2 separate regions of the Rattus norvegicus genome follow, and region 1 is linked to region 2. The links are chromatin contacts, called in public Hi-C maps. All regions are on one chromosome and are shown on one strand. The core of a region is the stretch at or near the end of the contact, and the rest is flanking DNA. Distances in the headings are between cores, read along the strand shown.

The links. A called contact is a pair of places that touch in the nucleus more often than the background predicts.
Region 1: a contact with region 2 is called in a Hi-C map of prefrontal cortex, with 4 times the contacts expected there. The contact joins two enhancer-like sites. A contact is called at or near these places in 12 of 12 Hi-C or Micro-C datasets (the A7r5 cell line, the Rat2 cell line, Schwann cells and 7 more) and 1 of 1 datasets of contacts at active chromatin or transcription factors (oligodendrocytes).

The regions. Positions count from the first base shown.
Region 1 is chr4:160,080,311-160,085,456 of GRCr8, reverse strand. It overlaps Vwf (von Willebrand factor), which reads right to left. Exons shown (of 52, transcript NM_053889.1): 7 at 3,176-3,392; 8 at 1,514-1,636; 9 at 568-679. Among named protein-coding and RNA genes, the nearest start is that of Vwf, 37 kb to the right of the region's middle. Within about 2 kb of position 1,541, at least 14 of the 93 cell types and tissues checked have an H3K27ac peak or open chromatin away from gene starts, as enhancers often do.
Region 2 is chr4:159,894,470-159,899,071 of GRCr8, reverse strand. No RefSeq gene overlaps it. Among named protein-coding and RNA genes, the nearest start is that of Rnu6-212, 4.1 kb to the right of the region's middle. Within about 2 kb of position 1,306, at least 29 of the 93 cell types and tissues checked have an H3K27ac peak or open chromatin away from gene starts, as enhancers often do.

The sequences.
Region 1 (5,146 bases), core at 292-2,791, 190 kb before region 2:
GAGACCCACAGGTTGAGAACTGCTGCCCTAGAAACTGCAAATCAGAAAGGGCCAGAGATGGAATGGGGAGTTCTTTCTCCCGGTGTACAGAGACAGGGGAGCTGAGTAGAGGTGATATGCGGGGACATTCTTGAAGAGATGCTTGAACTAACCAGGGCAGGTGCTCAGGCTAGACCCACCTGGGCGCCATTGAACATAGACCAAGGAGCCCCCACTAGAGGATTCTGCTTACTACCACCCAGCAGACAAAAGGTTAAGGAGAGAGAGATTTGATGCTGGATGTCATGCACGCAGCCTTTGCAGAGGACAGGCATCGTTTACTAAATTCTCCTTTGGCAGCTAGAGTTGTCAGCTGCATGGACAAGATGTGTCCTCTGATTTCTCTCTTGGCATGATGTTTGCACACTGCCATTGCATTCAACACCAGCTTGGATCCCCCTGCCAACTCCCCGACCCCCTACTCTCAACCCAGGACAGCTCCTGGTCCACCGCCTGTTGCCCCCATCCTGTCACAGCTCCCCCTCCCCAAACTCCTGGGTAGACCGTGCTATGTAGTGCTGTGGTTACCAAGTGTTGCAGTCTTGAGGGAGGGAGGTGCCAGGTGGGTACCGCTTTCCGGCGTGTACACAAGAACAGTCAGAGCTCTGCACACAGCGGTCTTCGTCCAGGAGCTCTCCCTCTGTTTCAAGGACATCAAGGCAAAGAGCTCAGCCCCAGTCATGAGCACTGTGTATCTCTCACTTCTACAACCCCATGGGCAACCAGAAGCTTAGTGCTTCTGGAAAACTCTAAGACAATGCGTAGGATGCGTATTCTTGACACTTGTGGGGTATGAGGGGGGACAGATATCAATTCTCATTCACAGAACTTGCTCAGGGTTGTCCAGTAGAAGAGCCCACTGAGAAGCAGAGGCTTCACAGAGGAATCTCGAAGACCTTATTTGATGCTGTTTGTGTATGTGTGCTGGGTTATTTGTTTTTCATACCCTAGAGAATTGAATCGAATCAATCGTTTTTGCTCAACATCATCCAGGAGAGAAGTCATGAGCCTCAGGACTTCCTAATCCATACAACTGAATACAGCTCGTGACCATCAATCACAGTCTCCTGGACATACAGTTTCAAACAAAAAGCCCTTTTCAGCTGAGTACACATGCCAAATCCAGGACATATTTCATAAGACCTTTCTCCCATACTGGCATCCTGAACCCTAACTGAGAAAACAAAACCACATCTCAGATTAGGACAGGAGCTCCCTGAACAATGTCAGTGTTAGGACCAAGACGGTTCCTTAGACACAGTGCTTTCTGAGTACAGTACAACGGGAAAACATAAATCCAAAATAAAGGCCAGTTCAATCCTGGTCTCTCTGTACAAAGACTTTAAAAAAAGCTAAATAAAAGACCTCTGATTTCGGCCATGAGGGAAAAACACAAGTGGCCTTCATCTCTCTTCCCAAAGCCCAGGACACTGGCAGGACCTCAGGTTTGTAAATGAAGAGGGGCGTTCATTACCAGGGCAGCCACAGCCATCTACACATTGCTGCTGACACACTTCATTGATAGGCAGGCTCTGGCAGGTTCTGGTGCAAGGAGACACACACTCCTTATACTCCATGCCAGCCGGGCATGCTGGGCCTGAAAGACAAATCAAGGGATTCTCGCAAAGCTGTGAACCAGTGCAGCAGCTTCCAAACCACTGCGAGCACAGCCAGCTCGGTGCTCTGACTGTCCGCTCTGTCTAGAGGGTCCCGGAGGCCATCTCCAACCCAGCAGCCCATGCTCCGTCTGCAGCCGGCATTTCCCTGAAAAGAGCATATTCTGTTTTGCAAGGTCCCAGCTAAGACTCACTGCAGTGGCTGGTCCAGACACCCTGCCTCGTGGCTATCTGTTCTCCATTCTCTGTGAAGAAAGCTTGGCCACCGTTTGTCTCTAGATGTTCTGACCTCTTCATCTAAAACTTTCTTGGGGTAGCATCAAATTCTGGGCTGAAAAGGAATGGCTTCTTGGGACAGCAAGAAACTATCACTTCCTCCTTTTCTAGCCTTTCTTCCTCATGATGTTGGCTCCAACCAAATGCTACCTCGCCCCCAGCTTAGGACACTCTATCCATGCCCACTTTGGCAATACTGACTTATTTCCACTGTTTTACGAGGCTGCCTTTGAGCCTTATTGCCTAACCAGCTCTCAGTTCATCACAAGAGCACACAGCTCCTCATGAGCAGGGCCTGTCTCTCCTGAAACAACTGCCCCCACCCCCCAACTCCTGCTTTAAGACCATCTATCAGATATCTCCTCCACCCTACCTTCAAAGGTCTAAAAAGACAGCCGCTCCCTATCCAGAGGAGAAGGCAGCTCTAACCCCCACCTTCCCACACCCCCACAGGGGAGATGGCAGGCCCTGATGGCTAAGCTGTTTGCCACACGGTGAAACTCCAATGTGCAATGTCAGGACCAGCCAGGCACCCTGCCTCCCTCAGTCCACATTATCTGACTAATTATAGCCAACCAGCTGCCCATCGAGGGGCTTTGGATCAGTGTAGTGAGAGAGGCGGCTTTCACAAGGTGACCAGAAGTCCCTATTTAACCACCGTGATTTGGAGATAGTGACAATGACTATGGACCCAGTGAGATTCAGAGATGCCCAAATGGGTATTACAAGGCAGGACTGACAGAACAGAACACACTGTGCCTGGAGGCCGGAAGGATGAGTTAATAAAAGGGAAGGTTTAATGAAGCCTTTCTACTCTCCGGGGCCACCCCACACGCTGCCTAGATAACCCGACACTCCTCCTGACTCAGGAACGCTGTAAAAGATGAATGCTGGGACCTAACTGCCCACTGACAGTTGAACCAAAGACAACTTCGGGAAGCCAGGGAATGGATTTCCTGAGGGAGTCATGGGGTACCAAAAGGGATGTGGCATGGAACAGAGGTAGGGACAGGGCCTTGAAAGGCTTTCTTCCACACAGTCCCTGAGGGAAGGGACTCCCCTGCAGGTCAATGCTGAGAGGACTGGGTGACAGAGGGCAGGAGCCATTCAGGACATAGGGCTAAGTAGACAATGGCTGATGGCAGCGGTGGGAAACGCACACCACAACAGGGCTCCAAAGCACCCTGAGCACCACCACCCCAAGACGAACAGCCTGCTCAACATGGGGGAAAGCAGCAACTTACGACAGGCACTGTGGTCAGCCCAGCCATACAGCACCATCCCTTCCTGGGCACAGGTTCGGGCATACTCAAGGAGAGCAGGACACGCGCACTCTGGCCCCGTGACGCATGTACACAAAGTCTTCTCACAGAGAGCCACGAAGGGCTCGGGATCCACCAGAGGGTGGCAGCGGGCAAACACCGACGCCGTCTTCAGTAACTGGCACTGCTCCCACATGGCCTGTAGAGGGAAAAGCTCCTCAGCGTGGCCCTGGGGTAGTCCCAGCCACGCCCACTTACTGCCCCTCTGAGGCTGGCACTAAGGGGAACCAAGGTTGTCCCTTAAGGGTCTAGCAGGTGCTTCTGTCCAGAGGAAAGAAGGCACATGCTTTGGAGGTAGACCAAGACTGAGGCGATGCGCTAGATGGGGCTTAGAAATGGACAGCCTGCGTTCTGTGAGAGGCTCGACCTGCCTGAAAAGCAGAGAGAGGCGTACCCTGAGCACACCCTGCAGCTTTGGATGCCAGCAACGGAGGCAGTCACTCTTCTGCCCTCCCCGACCACCTGCCTCCCCTGATCTTAATATTCTTCATTACCAAACAAAGAGTCTAGCAGAAGGAGGCTTGTTTTACGCAGTAGAATTTGCTAGACCTCACTCCCAATAGATTTAAAGACAGTTGGCTGGGGGCGGGGCTTAGGAATACACTTTCCGACACATTCCCCCAGGAAGCTGCTGGAGCCAATAAGGTCATTTCCCATCAGCGATAACAAATTAACTGCCTACTGTCTCAGGAGGTGCTGTGCCAGGCACGGCCTACATTGGGTTTTCCCCTCTGTTGATACCCGCAACCTGATTACACAGACACATTCGGAACCGTGGGTCCTTCCTTCTGTGATTCGTCAGTATAAGCGTGCCCGCATGCTTTACTTGACTGCATCTCTACAGCCTGTGTTTCGATGATTCCGAACGCCCCTTGCTGGTTGCTCTCTGTCTGTCTTGTTTTGTTTTCTTCACTGTAACTGTCTCTGTAGCTGGGGTACCTCTATCCATGGATGGCACACTCTAAGCGGGCAGCTTGGACCCCATGGCCACATAGACCGGCGATGTATATGAGAAACAGCGACGTCTTCCTCTTGACACAGCTCACAAATTGCTATGGATAGAACCACTGTTTGTTTCGAGCAGATTCCTTTCGGGCGCATGCGTGCCTATGACTGGAAGTCAGCAGCTAGGGAAAGGACTCACCACCTTCGGCTAGATAGAGAAGAATACAAGAGTAGCTAAATATTATAAAAGGACTGAGCCATGGGTGCTAAACTGGAGCCGATCAGTGTTTGCAAACAGGAGAGTGGACAAAGAGGAAACACACTGTTGGCTGGGAGAAGAAATTGAGAGAAAGCCCATGTTTGTGGAGAGCCGGAAGGCAGGTCTCTGCTTAGTGGCACCACGGGAATCCCAGAGGTAAGAGTTGTCTGACCTACCATGATGCCACCATTCTCAAGATCCTCCCTGTCACTAGGTACCCTCTGTGGTCCTAGAGCTCGGTGTCCTGATCACAGTAACCCTATACTGGGGCTGCACAGCTCACCTGACCTGGTCTATCCGGATGGCTCAGGCAGAACCAGGCCAGTAGAACATAGCATCCTATCTGTGGCACGATCACAGGAGGCCTACTGTGCATCTTCGAAGAGCAGCTGCCTGTTGGCATGGGCTACTGAACTACGAACCTGCCGGTGGACTGAGGGAACCAGCCGGCCACACCACCGACAGATACCATGCCCCTCCCTAGCTCCACCTTCCTCAGTTTCATCCACTGAGTTGACGTCTCTGTGGCCATGCTCTGGTCGTGGAAACCTAGACTGACAATTAGTTTGCCTAGCAGCACCCTTGGAGGAATAGGAGTGATAGTCTTAGCTACTTCATGGGTCGTTGTAGAAATACCACAGTGCCTGCCACCAAATAGGTCATCACGAATGCTTCGGGGGCTGCTCTGG
Region 2 (4,602 bases), core at 57-2,556:
TTCAACACTGCACATGTAGCTGAGGACAGTCTTGAACTCCTGGTGTTGTAGGGTATCCACCAGAGAAGACTATCTGGTCATGGGTTTAAGCCAATAGAAAGTGTATTAGCTGGCACATGACTACACAGGCATTCAGTGTAGCCCCAAGTCTCTCTCAGGGTGAGCTTTTAAGCACAAAAACCATGTCTTGAGTTGACAATACTTCAGTTAGCAAGAACAGTTAGCCAGAAGCAGAACAATAGAAGTCAAAAAGCGAGGTTAGTATATTTAGAGACATTCCCATGATTATGGACTTTGATGAATTAGATCTTTGTTTTCATTTTTGGCAGGTGGTGCTGTCTACGTGCTGAGTTTTGCAGCCTGAATGGCTCTTCCAACATGGAGTCAGTTGTGCTTCAGTCCGGGGCTGTTACACTGGCCCTCCTGTTTCTACCTCCCAAGAGCTTGGTGCGCAGACGTACATCACCACACCCACTCAAAAGTTACTCCCTGAGCTTAGACTTCGTCAGCTACCACGTGGCAGCAATAACGGTACTTACGCCCCAGTGTCCAGTGAGAACTGCCTGAGAGAACTGCAGAGCCACTGGGACAATAACTTGCTTACGGGAGGTGCCCTGTACATGTGTATGCATGCACATGTCTATATGATTTGTGTATTAACTATAACTTTATATCTAAAATATACATGTATAATACACACATCACTATATACAATGTTTAGGTGCTCTGTGCTAGACGTTATTTTGGGCACTTCCGAGTTCCTCTTGAGTGGGAGGCCCATAGCTCTTGGGCATCTGGGAGTCACCTCCTTCCCAGGCATGGAGGCCCTCCCCAAATCAACCAGATCCTCGAACTTACCATCTACAGGGGCTGAGCCAGACTCAAGCCCTGTTAACTTCTAAACCTGCAGCTAGAAGCCCAGGGAAGCCGGTAGAGCTGGGGGTGGGCTCTTGTTCTTTCTGACTTTGAGGAGAGGTGAGAACACCCTTGCGGGTCCAGAGGAACTGGCCCAGCGTCACAGCTCCCCAAGTGGTCTGCCGATGTCCCTCCTGCTGCCCAGCCTGGGCACAGTCCCATGCCCGCCCTAGGGCCCTGAAGCCCTGAAACCTTGGGAGGGTAGTAATCCCTGGCCCTGCGGAGAGAGGGGACGAGAGGCCTACGGGAAGCCCAACGCCCCAGAGGGCTGGTCCTACTGCCCCGAGGCAGCAGGGAAGGCCTGTGCAGAGTCTCAGGTCCATACTGGAGGGTGACTCGGGCGGGATCCCGTGGGAGGGTGCGGCCGGGCGGGATCCCGCGGGAGGGTGCGGCCGCGCGGGGTGAAAGGACTGGCAGGCGCTGGAATCTCTGGGGGCTGTCTCATCCTCCTGCCTCTGAGTCACCGCAGCCTCCCTGGCTACGCAGAGAGCCCTCTGGAGGCCGCATCAGAAAGCGCAGCCTAGGTCCCTGGTTCCAAGTTGGATCTCTCTGTAGATGAATTTGAGGTTCAAGGGAGGAGGCAAACACAAACACCTCCTTATCAGTTGGTTTCCATCTCCCTCGACGCCCCACCCCCCGTCGGGGCGCGACACTAAATATGAGCATGTGAGCACTTAGCAGGCTCACAATTTGGACGCAGGTGGATTGCTTGCTTGGTCCCAACCTAATTCTTCTTAACTGACAACCCTCAGACTTGGGTAGTGTGCCCATCTCTCCCGTATTGGTCCTAAAACAGCAGAGAATCCATTGGAGATGAACCAGTGACCCCTAGCTGATGAAAGTGGCTAACACTTACCCAATACCATTGTGCAGAGCGTCTGCATACATTGTTTAATTCCCTTCATCTCCGTAGGAAGAAGATTTATTACCCTGCCTGTGTTCAGAAAGTAAATGAAGATTTAAGCCATGGCGCTACCCCATGTGTGGTTCGTTTGTTTGTTTATGGTGGGCTTTTGATGTTGTTATTGGTGTTGTTGTTTTTGAGACAGGGTTTCTCTGTGTAACAGCCCTGCAGCCCTAGAACTCGCTTTGTAGACCAGGCCAGCCTTGAACTCACAGAGATCACACGGCTGGGTAAAGGAGTGAGTCACCACGCCAAGTGCACATTCAGTATATAAGCGACACCCCACAATAATTTGGAGTGTAGGATTATTTCCCACTGACAGGTCAGCTAAGAGGAAATGAAGGTTCTTTTCTCCAGGTCTTACAGCTCTAATTCTCAGATATAAAGTTCTCATTTCTTTCGAACTCCGCGGTTACCCTCCATTCCATCCCACCACGCCCCTCCCTTGAGCAATAAAAGTGACTCACTCAACCTGCAGGCTCCAGCAACAGTGAGTCACTAACCCACCCTTCGGGTAGCCTTAGCATCCACAACAAACCCAAGCACCTCCCACCTCCCTAGCTCCACCCCCTCCACCCACCCTGACCTCCTAGAAGCAAGGGGGCTGGTGAGTGGTTTCTGGTTTCCCACACACTGTGTTTCCAGTGCCCAGGAGGGTGACTGTCCTGAGATTCAATGACGGGTTTGTGCTTCTGTACACACAAGGAGGGCAGACTGCTCTGATCAACCTTCCTAGGCATAGTGGAGATGCCTATAATCCCAGCATCACAGTGTTCTGAGGCAGGATCGCAAACTCTAAAACAGCGTCTGCCACACAGCAGAGAGCCTGGATTACTGAGCTTCCCTGCAAGAGAAAAGAGCTTCAGACCTCAGGTGACCACCCTGCTCCCTTTTGTGAGTCAAGAGAGGATCTCAGGAAACGGTGGTGCCTTGCCTGCATTACTCAAAGAATGTCAAGTTCTTAAAAAGTGAAAATAAGAAAAATCAAATGGAGAATGATTGGGTCCTTGAGAAGCCGACATGGGAGGATTTTTCAGTGTCACAAAAAAGCAGAGTGGCTAGTTTACAAGAAAAAAAAAAGAGTCAGTCACGTGAGTGAAACCCAGAAGAGGCTGCATTCTGAACCAGCAGGAAAAGGCTATCTCTGTATCAACACCATCACATTTCAATGGTTGTGAGACACAAAGCTCAAATCGCGGAGACAGAAGCGATGGAGAGCACTTTCCCCCTTGGCAGGCCAGGCTCAGATGCCTGCCTTCTCTTAAAGGCCACAGAAGATTGTCCACCCCACCCCTACCCCCAACCCCACTCCCAAGAAGAGAAGCTTTGAGGTTGATCTCCTAGCTCAATGGTTATGCACTGGTTTAGCAAATGTGAGGCTTTGGGTCACAGCACACACACACACACACACACACACACACACATCACATACACACACCACACATACACACACCATATCACATACACACACCACACATACACACACCACATATACACACACACCACACATACACACTCACACACACACCACACATATACACACACCACACACACATAGTGGATCACATCTGTCTTTGGTTTGTTGGTTTTTTTTTGGTTTTTTTTGGAGCTGGGGACCAAACCCAGGGCCTTGCGCTTACCAGGGCCTTGCGCTTCCTAGGTAAGTGCTCTACCACTGAGCTAAATCCCCAGCCCCACATCTGTCTTTGTTATCCGAACACTTGGGAGCTAGAGGCAGGAGGATCAGGAGTTGAAAGCCAGACTCAGCTACACAATGGAGTTTGAAGCCAAGAAAAAAAAAAAGTAATAAAAAGAATACACCCAAACTGCAAACAATAGACATTGCCTGACGCATGGTGTTAGTGCAAGTCAAAGTCTTCCTAGGACCTCAAAACAAGATCGCACTGCTCCCAAAGAGAGGCAAAGCTTCCTCAAGTGGAAACAGGGTGCGATCAGGTGCATTTTTCTTGGGGAGGGTCACAAACTGTTTGCCTGGCTTCAGTAACTGAGTGTCCCTAACAGCTGGAAACCTCGCTGACATGATCCATCAATGAATGGCCCATAGAGTTTGGATCTATGGCCGTCAGTATATCATGGCTGTGGCACTTAACAGTACAAACATGCTCACCCAATCACCAGGGAGCAGAGGAGAAGGGGCGAATGCAGGCTGTGCGGACCTTGTGCGCCGAGCGCTGTCACTTGCTCTAGGCATTCAGACCAGCCATGAGTCGCCAGGTTAACTCCTACCCACTCTGCAAAGAGATGCTTGCTCCTGTGACAACGGCTGAGAGCGGCTGAGAGCTGAGAGCGCACGCGCCTGTCCGTTTAGCAAAACAAAAAGATCCCACTAAGAGGTTTTTTGCCTTCCATTCTCTACCTACTCTCCCCTGGGTCACCACACTCCACTACTGCAGCCCGGAACTGCTCTCAGCTCAGTCGTCTTCCCTCTCGAACATCCCCTGACCAGATTCTTCTCCTTTCTTGGGAACCTAGAGCCATAAGAACTTCCTGCACGTCCTGCAGCCAAAGTCACTCACCCACAACATAATCTACTCTTTCTTTCCTCCCCTGATCTACAAAGGACCTGTCCCTGCAAGTCTAGAGCGCCTCCTCAGGTGCCCTGGCCCCCATCCCTCCTCCTGGCCCACAGCTCCCCCATCCTGCCGACGCCCCATCTTTACTCCCTACCTCACAAGCTCTTCCCTTTCATGTCCAATAGCCTGTTGACATGTGGGGTTTGCTGCTGTTGTTTTTCTTTTCCGCGTGTGTGTGTGTGTGTGTGT